2 separate regions of the Xenopus laevis genome follow, and region 2 is linked to region 1. Evidence: chromatin contacts called from public Hi-C data. All regions are on one chromosome and are shown on one strand. The core of a region is the stretch at or near the end of the contact, and the rest is flanking DNA. Distances in the headings are between cores, read along the strand shown. Region 1 holds the start of ppip5k1.L (inositol hexakisphosphate and diphosphoinositol-pentakisphosphate kinase 2). Region 2 overlaps strc.L (stereocilin).

What was found. A called contact is a pair of places that touch in the nucleus more often than the background predicts.
Region 2: a Hi-C map of the XTC cell line shows a contact between it and region 1, with 2.3 times the contacts expected there. The contact joins the enhancer-like site here to the promoter of ppip5k1.L in region 1. A contact is called at or near these places in 2 of 4 Hi-C or Micro-C datasets (the XL177 cell line and the XTC cell line).

The regions. Positions count from the first base shown.
Region 1 is chr3L:113,017,022-113,020,799 of Xenopus_laevis_v10.1, reverse strand. It overlaps ppip5k1.L (inositol hexakisphosphate and diphosphoinositol-pentakisphosphate kinase 2), which reads left to right and starts at 2,171. Exons shown (of 32, transcript XM_041586813.1): 1 at 2,171-2,446.
Region 2 is chr3L:113,070,570-113,074,347 of Xenopus_laevis_v10.1, reverse strand. It overlaps strc.L (stereocilin), which reads left to right. Exons shown (of 27, transcript XM_041585583.1): 18 at 1,210-1,409. Among protein-coding and RNA genes, the nearest start is that of strc.L, 18 kb to the left of the region's middle. Within about 2 kb of position 1,702, at least 1 of the 7 cell types and tissues checked has an H3K27ac peak or open chromatin away from gene starts, as enhancers often do.

The DNA of each region.
Region 1 (3,778 bases), core at 922-3,421:
TAACCTGTTTAGTCATTATATTTATAGAAAATTATATCATGTTTACATGAGGATTCCTCAGGTTAGTACGTCAACCATGCTTAAATATCTCCAGTAACGGTTTAGGCCTTGCATGTATAGTACATCTGTTACAATTGCCATTATTTACAAATGTACACTTTGTCACAATTCTTGTACACTGAACTTATTGATGTAACCTTTTAACATTGTTGTGAGGTATCTGTTTCAATAAAATCTTCTTTGAGCAAAACAAATATCTCCAGTACATTAAGCTCCTCTGCGGAAGTTAAAACAGTCGTGTTGACTAACTAGAAACTGTTAAGGTTTTTTTTTTGTAAGATGGGGCTGCTGTAAGATGCCATAGACAGTCACTATTTATTGGGCTGGTGGTGAGTATGTTTGGGCCTCTGTGTACTTGGAATACCAGGGCCTATTTTGACCTGGGTTTATCCTCTTAAAATTATCATGTATGTTTTTATAACATGATGTTTTGAATAAAATATTTCTATTTCTAATGGAAATATTAGTTTATTCTCAGTGGACCAAGAACAGGTCAAGTAGTCATCTTCACAGCCTAATGCTTGGCCTACAATTAATTATGCCCCTTATTTTTGTTTCATGTTTTACTGTATTAAGGGAAATATGGAACCATGTTGTATACCTCCCAACCATCCCGCATTACGCAGGACACTCACTTTTACCTGCCTGTCCCGCCATCCAGGATAGCAACTGAAGATGTCCTGCTGTTCGGATATTCCGGCACTTCTTCCAGCAGCTGCTTGATTAATAATCACTCGGTCCTCTGTGTGTCAAGAAGGCATTCTCTGGCTTTCTATTCTGCTGCTCTCTACCAGGCTGTGTTGTGTTCTGCTGCTGCTGGTGGGATTAGCTCACTCAGCACTGTGAAGAGCGTCACTGCCGGCTGGCTCCCTGCTGCTGCTTTGTGAAAATCAAACGTTTCAGTAACTTTGACCGTCATAAGCAAAACCAAGGGGGCTAGATTTTTGTGTGGATTATCAGTTAATAAAAAAAAAATAAATAATAAAAAAATAAGAAAAAAGGCAACAAAGGTTTGTTGATTCATTTCCTTTTTCTTACTTTTTTTACCTTTCAAAATTACATTAACTGTTTGTTGACCTTGTTCTGGGCAGTGAAGCACAATTAATGCATGGTGGTAAGGATCTCCCAGAATGCCAGGCACTTAAACGAGAATTCAACCCCCTAATTGGCATCCCTCCTGGCCTACCTGGGCAAATGCCCCTAACTTTCTACTTACCCCTCCTTGTAGGTCCTGTCCAGTGGAGTTCACAGCAGCCATCTTGTCTTCTTCCTGTAGCGTTCGGCATTTTCGGGCTCATGCACAGTTGGAGGAATCTTCCATTGCGTTGAAAGGCACGAAATTTTCGATAAAAAAATCAGAAATATCGTGACTTTCTGTACACGCGCAGTTGGATGAATCTTCAGTTGCGGAGCTACTGCGCCCAAAGTCACGTTGTTTCTGATTTATCGAAAATTTCGTGCCTGAAAATGCTGATCACTACAGGAAGAAGACTGATGGAGACAAGATGGCTGCTGTGAACTCCACTGGACAGGACCTGCAAGGAGGGGTAAGTAGAAGATTAGGGGCATTTGCCCAGGAGGGAGGGGGTCTATTTAGGGTAGGGGGTGCAAATTATGGGGTTATCTAGTATAGCTAAATCTAAAACAATTGGACTTGCTGAGTAATTAGGGGGTTGAATTCTCGTTTAAGTGCCTGGCATGATGGGAGATCCTTACACCATGCATTAATTGTGCTTCACTGCCCAGAACAAGGTCAACAAACAGTTAATGTAATTTAGAAAGGTAACAAAAGTAAGAAAAAAGGGAAATTAATCAACAAAACTTTTGTTGCCCTTTATTCTTATTTTTTTACTTTTCAAAATTAACTGATAATCCACACAAATATCTAGCCCCCTTGGTTTTGCTCATGACAGTGAAAGTTACTGAAAAGTTTCAGTCACGCGTCAAATTGATTTTCACAAAGCAGCAGCAGCAGGGAGCCAGCCAGCAGCGACGCTCTTCACAGTGACGAGTGAGCGAATCCCACCAGCAGCAGAACACAACACAGCCTGGCAGAGAGCTGCCGATTAGAAAGCCACAGAATACCTTCTTGACTCGCAGAGGACCGAGTGAGTGATTATCAATCAAGCATCTGCTTTCAACCAGAGAGACGATCGGCTAGCATGAACTCCTGAGAGAAGACTGACGTCACCGATTAAGCGCCGCCCAAACACCGGAAGATCTGCAGCGTAAGCGGAAGAAGCAAGCAAGCCGGAAAGAGCCGAAGGAGACTACTGCTTCCCTCCGCCGCTCCGGAAAGTGCCGAGAAAACCCGGAAGAAGCAAGAAGTGTCGGAAGATCAGAACAGCCGGGACATCTTCACTTGCTATCCGGGACGGCGGGACAGGCAAGTAAAAGTATATGACCTGCCATCTATAGCAAATTAAGAACTAAGAAATCGGCTTAGCAAATCCATCAGTGGGATATCGGAGAAATCGTTTGGGATAGCCAGGGATCCATGTGTACATACTGTATATACCCACACAGCCACACTCCATGGGTGACTGCCCTCAAGCAGCTTTTCACTTGCAGCTTTTAACTTGCAGCTCTGTTGTGCTGATAGAAGTTGCAGTTCAATAGATTCAAGTTGAGCATTTATAGTACATGAATGCAATGAGTAAACTGTAGGAAGTATGCTTATAAACAGTTATTATATGTTGCTTGTGTTGTGACTCTGTACAGTAACAATAAGGTTAGTAGATATTGCTCTGGCCTGTGGTGGAGTCCTCTGTATATGGTCGGGGAAATTATTGGTGACTTCCAACATGTAAATAATTTCCATTGGGGGATAAAATATTTCTTTTATACTCTATCAGTTATTGCATTTCTTGTTTCTTTTGTGTTGACTGTTTAAACTTAAAGGGGACCTGATAAATAAGTCCAAATTCTTTTCTATTGTGTTACTTGAAAAAAATAAACTTTAGTTACATTATATAAACTATTTGCTTTTTGTTTCCTTCAGTCTGGGAATTCGCCATCACAGCAAGCAGGTAGGTGTCATTTTGTGACTACTGTTGCCAAAGAAATCTTTGCATCATACCAACATTTTGCTTATGTGCCACAATTTGGGACCTGATTCGCATGCCCACAAATTTAGGCAGCGAGGAGGGCAGTTACATCAAGGAAGAGCAGAATGGAAAGGTGGGGCCTGCAATATATGTTTTACAGCTGAGCTTTATAATAAAAAAAAAAGAATTTGGGTTACATGTTTAATTTGAAATTTACTTTTATCATACATGTTTTTATGTCTGGGTGTCATGTCAGTGTAGTGCTTAACTTGACAACACTTATTATGCATGCTCACTACACTTTAGGAAGGTGCATACTTGTTTATTTACAGCACAGTTAGTAAACAAAGTGTTTTGTTTATGCTGTACTCTCTAAGAGTCTAAGAGGACAACAGTAACCCTGCACTACTGTCTTTAAAGTGGACCTGTCACCTACGCATAAAAAGCTGCATAATGAAAGTCCTTTGCAAATTAAACATATAACATAAATTATTTTTTTCATTAAAGGAAAACTATACCCCCAAAATGAACACTTAAGCAACAGATAGTTCATATCATATTAAGTGGCATATTAAAGAATCTTACCAAACTGGAATATATATTTAAGTAAATATTGCCCTTTTACATCTCTTGCCTTGAGCCACCATTTCGTGATGGTCTGTGTGCTGCCT
Region 2 (3,778 bases), core at 453-2,952, 54 kb before region 1:
GCGTCTATGGCCAGCTTTAGGATTACTACCTGCCTTCCCTGTGTATTGTACTACATCTCAGCAACCTTTAATAATCCCAGAGGCGATATTGGATAATTAGGTCCAGCCAATCTCTGCAGGTCCCTTTTTTAAAATACTTTTCCCTTACTTTTGATTGAGTATTAGCCTGAGTGCTGTGTGTTGTCCTGGCTCTCACTTGTACTTGTATCCTGATCTTCTTGATGTGTGAATTCTTAATCAAGTACCTGAGTTTCTGACCTTGACCTGTCCTCATCTCTGCTTGTTTGCTGCTGGTCCTGACCTCAGTGGTTTTATTCCTTACTCTTGCCTTGTCATTGTCAGTCCTTTACTTTACCTGCTCCATCCTGACTTAAACTCATCCTGTACTTCACCCTCTAGCTTGATCTCTGTCATGTCCTGGAATTTGCTTGGTCTGTGTTGTCCCTGTCCAGTCCTGTACTTCACTGCTCTATTCTTTCCAAAGTATCTTCTCTGGGCCCCTTCTGTCGCATTGCCTGACAGCCTTAACAACAATCTGATTCTCAGTTCAGGGCAAACCCTGGCAGTTAAGATTTCTTAGTGAACTACAAGGAAGTACAAACTCACTCAGGAAATATTTCCATAGCAAACCATTGGTAGCCCTTAAATCAGTACAGAAAAACACAGTAAGGGAACAGCATGATATTATAAGGTATAGACAGTCAAAAGTAAGAAGCTGATACCATTGAAAGTGGACTTGTGGATTCAATAAATACGTTTATTATTATTATTATTATTATTATTAATTATTATTATTATTATTATTATTATTATTATTATTATTATTAGTATTATTATTAATAATAATAATAGTATTATTATTATTTCTAATAATAATAATAGTATATATTATTAAACCAAGGTAATATAGCCTTGTGTCTAAATATCAGACTAATTTGGCTATTTAAATGAACAAATAAATAATATAATAATTGCTATCAGTATCTTACATTGCTCTAGCCACAGTGACTGCAGCTACTAATGCCCAACTTGTGCTGAGGTGCTGTCATGTTGGTTTATACTAAATTTAAGGGCAGAAAGGGTTCAGGGTCCCTTCTGTATCTTTTACCCTGGTTCCTTGAGAAGTGTAGAACCATGATTCTACTTTATATCCTAAGCGTGAATATGGATAACAAATAGACAATTAACTCTGGCTGTATTCTTTGCTAGCAAAGTCATGTGAATGGAGTGATTACTGTGGAAGACTTGGATCTGCTGGGGCCTTTAATTGGGTTTGTGGGAGAAGAGAACATTGCACACATTAACAGGAGACACTTGCTGCCAAACCTGGAGGAGCTGGCTTCATATTGCCTTTCTGACGATTTCATAAGCCAACTGGGAAACATGTTAACAGAAGAGGACATGTTTGGGTATCTATCTATTTATCTATCTACCTATCTGTCTGTCTATTGTATCTATTTTAACAAGCTTCTTTGTATGTCCAATGGTGAGTGGTTATAAAATAATTAGTAATGTTTATTAAAAACAGAAATGCAAGGGCCCATAAACACGTCTGAACCAGAAAAAAACACATTTCCCACTTACATAGAGAGTGTCTATAGTGAATCCTGTGGAAACAGATCATCATCTGCACGTGGGTAGAACTGAATTATATACATATACCACTAGAGGCTCTCTGTGCTCTATACATCAGGCACTATTCCATCTGGCTTCCAAGTAAGACAATGATCAAAGAAGTGAATGGAAGATGTCATTGTCATTGTCTCTCTATAGTGCAGTGGCAGCTTTAGAAGCTATGACACCCACACCTGTGAACTTTGTGCTTTTTAATCTCCTCTGTATTAGGAATATGCAATATTTTAAAGATCTTCTTTTGCTATCAGCATACATAAACCAGCATGTTTGTATCTTTATAGGACTGCTTTAAACTGTAACAAATGTTATTCGCAGACATGAAAGCAGCATGTGTTATTTTGTCATATTTTGGTGGCTAATATCATTAAATTTTGTATAATTAAAAATATGAAAGAAAACAAAAAAAGAAGATTGAGTTTTACAAAGGAAGAAATTTAATTAAAAAACAGGAAGGGTCATTTCCAAACTCTGAAAAGGACACAATGGAGAGCGCATATTAACGCAATTCATTAAAGGAACAGTAACACCAAAAAATTAAAGTCTTTTAAAATAATGAAAATATAATGTACCTTTGTGCTGCCCTGGTACAACTGGTGTGTTTGCTTCAGAAATAGTTTATATAAACAAGCTGCTGTGTAGCCATGGGGGCAGCCATTCAAAGCTGATAAAGGAGAAAAAGCAGAAAGATACAAAGCAGATAACAGATAAGCTCTGGAGTATACAATGGGCTCCTTCAGAATTTATCTGTTATCTACTGTGTATCCTGTGCTTAAATGGCTACCCCCATGGCTATATGGCAGCTTGTTTATATAAACTATAGTTGTGTTTCTGAAGCAAACATGCCAGTTTTACCAGTGCAGAGCAACAGTTATACAATTATAATACACAAAAGCCATGAATATCCTGTAAATTATATCCTTATAAACGGTGAGTTCTGATGTCATCAGTTATAAACGGTGAGTTCTGATGTCATTTCAGTCACATGACTCATTGAAATTTGTGTATTATAATAAATAAAGTACCCCCTGTTGCAAAATATGAGGATATTAGAAGTTACCTCGGAGTTCCATGACCTGTATAAAAACACTCGGCCTTTGGCCTCGTGTTTTTATATGGTCATGAAACTCCTCGGTAACTTATAATATCCTTATATTTTACAAGAGGGGGTACTTTATTCACTATATATTGTCATTTCTATAAAACACTTTCATTTTTTGGTGTTACTGTTCCTTTAAGGTAAAACCCATGCTCCTGCACTTTCACATGGTTGCTAATAATCCTGCCTTTTGTACCTATTGATACAAAGGGACCCTGGAACTACAGACACCTTCACAGCAAGTTCTGTTAATAGACTTACACAGCATTGGACTGGGAATTGTGAAGCCCACTGGTGCTGTCGCCTCAGCAACCCCCCCCCCCCATCAGCCAGTGTTTCAGGGTCTGGGTTGCCCAAGTTTTTTTTTCTGGTCTTTTGACCAGGCCATTTCCCAACCTGGACTTGCACCAAGCAAATCAGATGAACTCCTGTTCCAGAAGTGAATTGTTAGACCTGACTTTTGATTTGCGTCAAACTTAGACTGGGGTCACAATCACACTGGAAATATGTGGAAAATCCTGCATTCTAGGGAAAACCATGGAGTTTGCAGCAGAGAAAACACAGACTTGTGTTGCAATTGTGCTAAAATTATGGGGAAAAATCAAGAAGATTTGTGTCCAAAATTGCCCCTTCTGTTCACAACAGCAGACTGGCGCAAACGGGACCATCACAAAGTGAATGATGCAGTTTTAATAATGATTTTATCTGAAAGAAAAACATCCGAAGGCACAAGCCTTACGAGTTTGGTGCCAAAGAGTGGTGGTTACATAAATAAATGACCCTTATGCATTCGTAATTTAACATAAACATATATCAACTATCATAGTTAGTGCATAGTGTATTTGTGAAACAGGCTCAGTTATATACATCTTAACTCTTGTAAATGAGCAGTACATTATTGGTTTATAAAGAAAAAGTGCTGTGCTGAAATATGAAGGATCCCTTCCCCTGTGTATTTTAGTGAGGTTTAGCTCCCACTTCCCCATCCTACCAAGCACTTTCAACACAGAGATTTCACTTTAGATTAGATTAATTTATACTAATTGT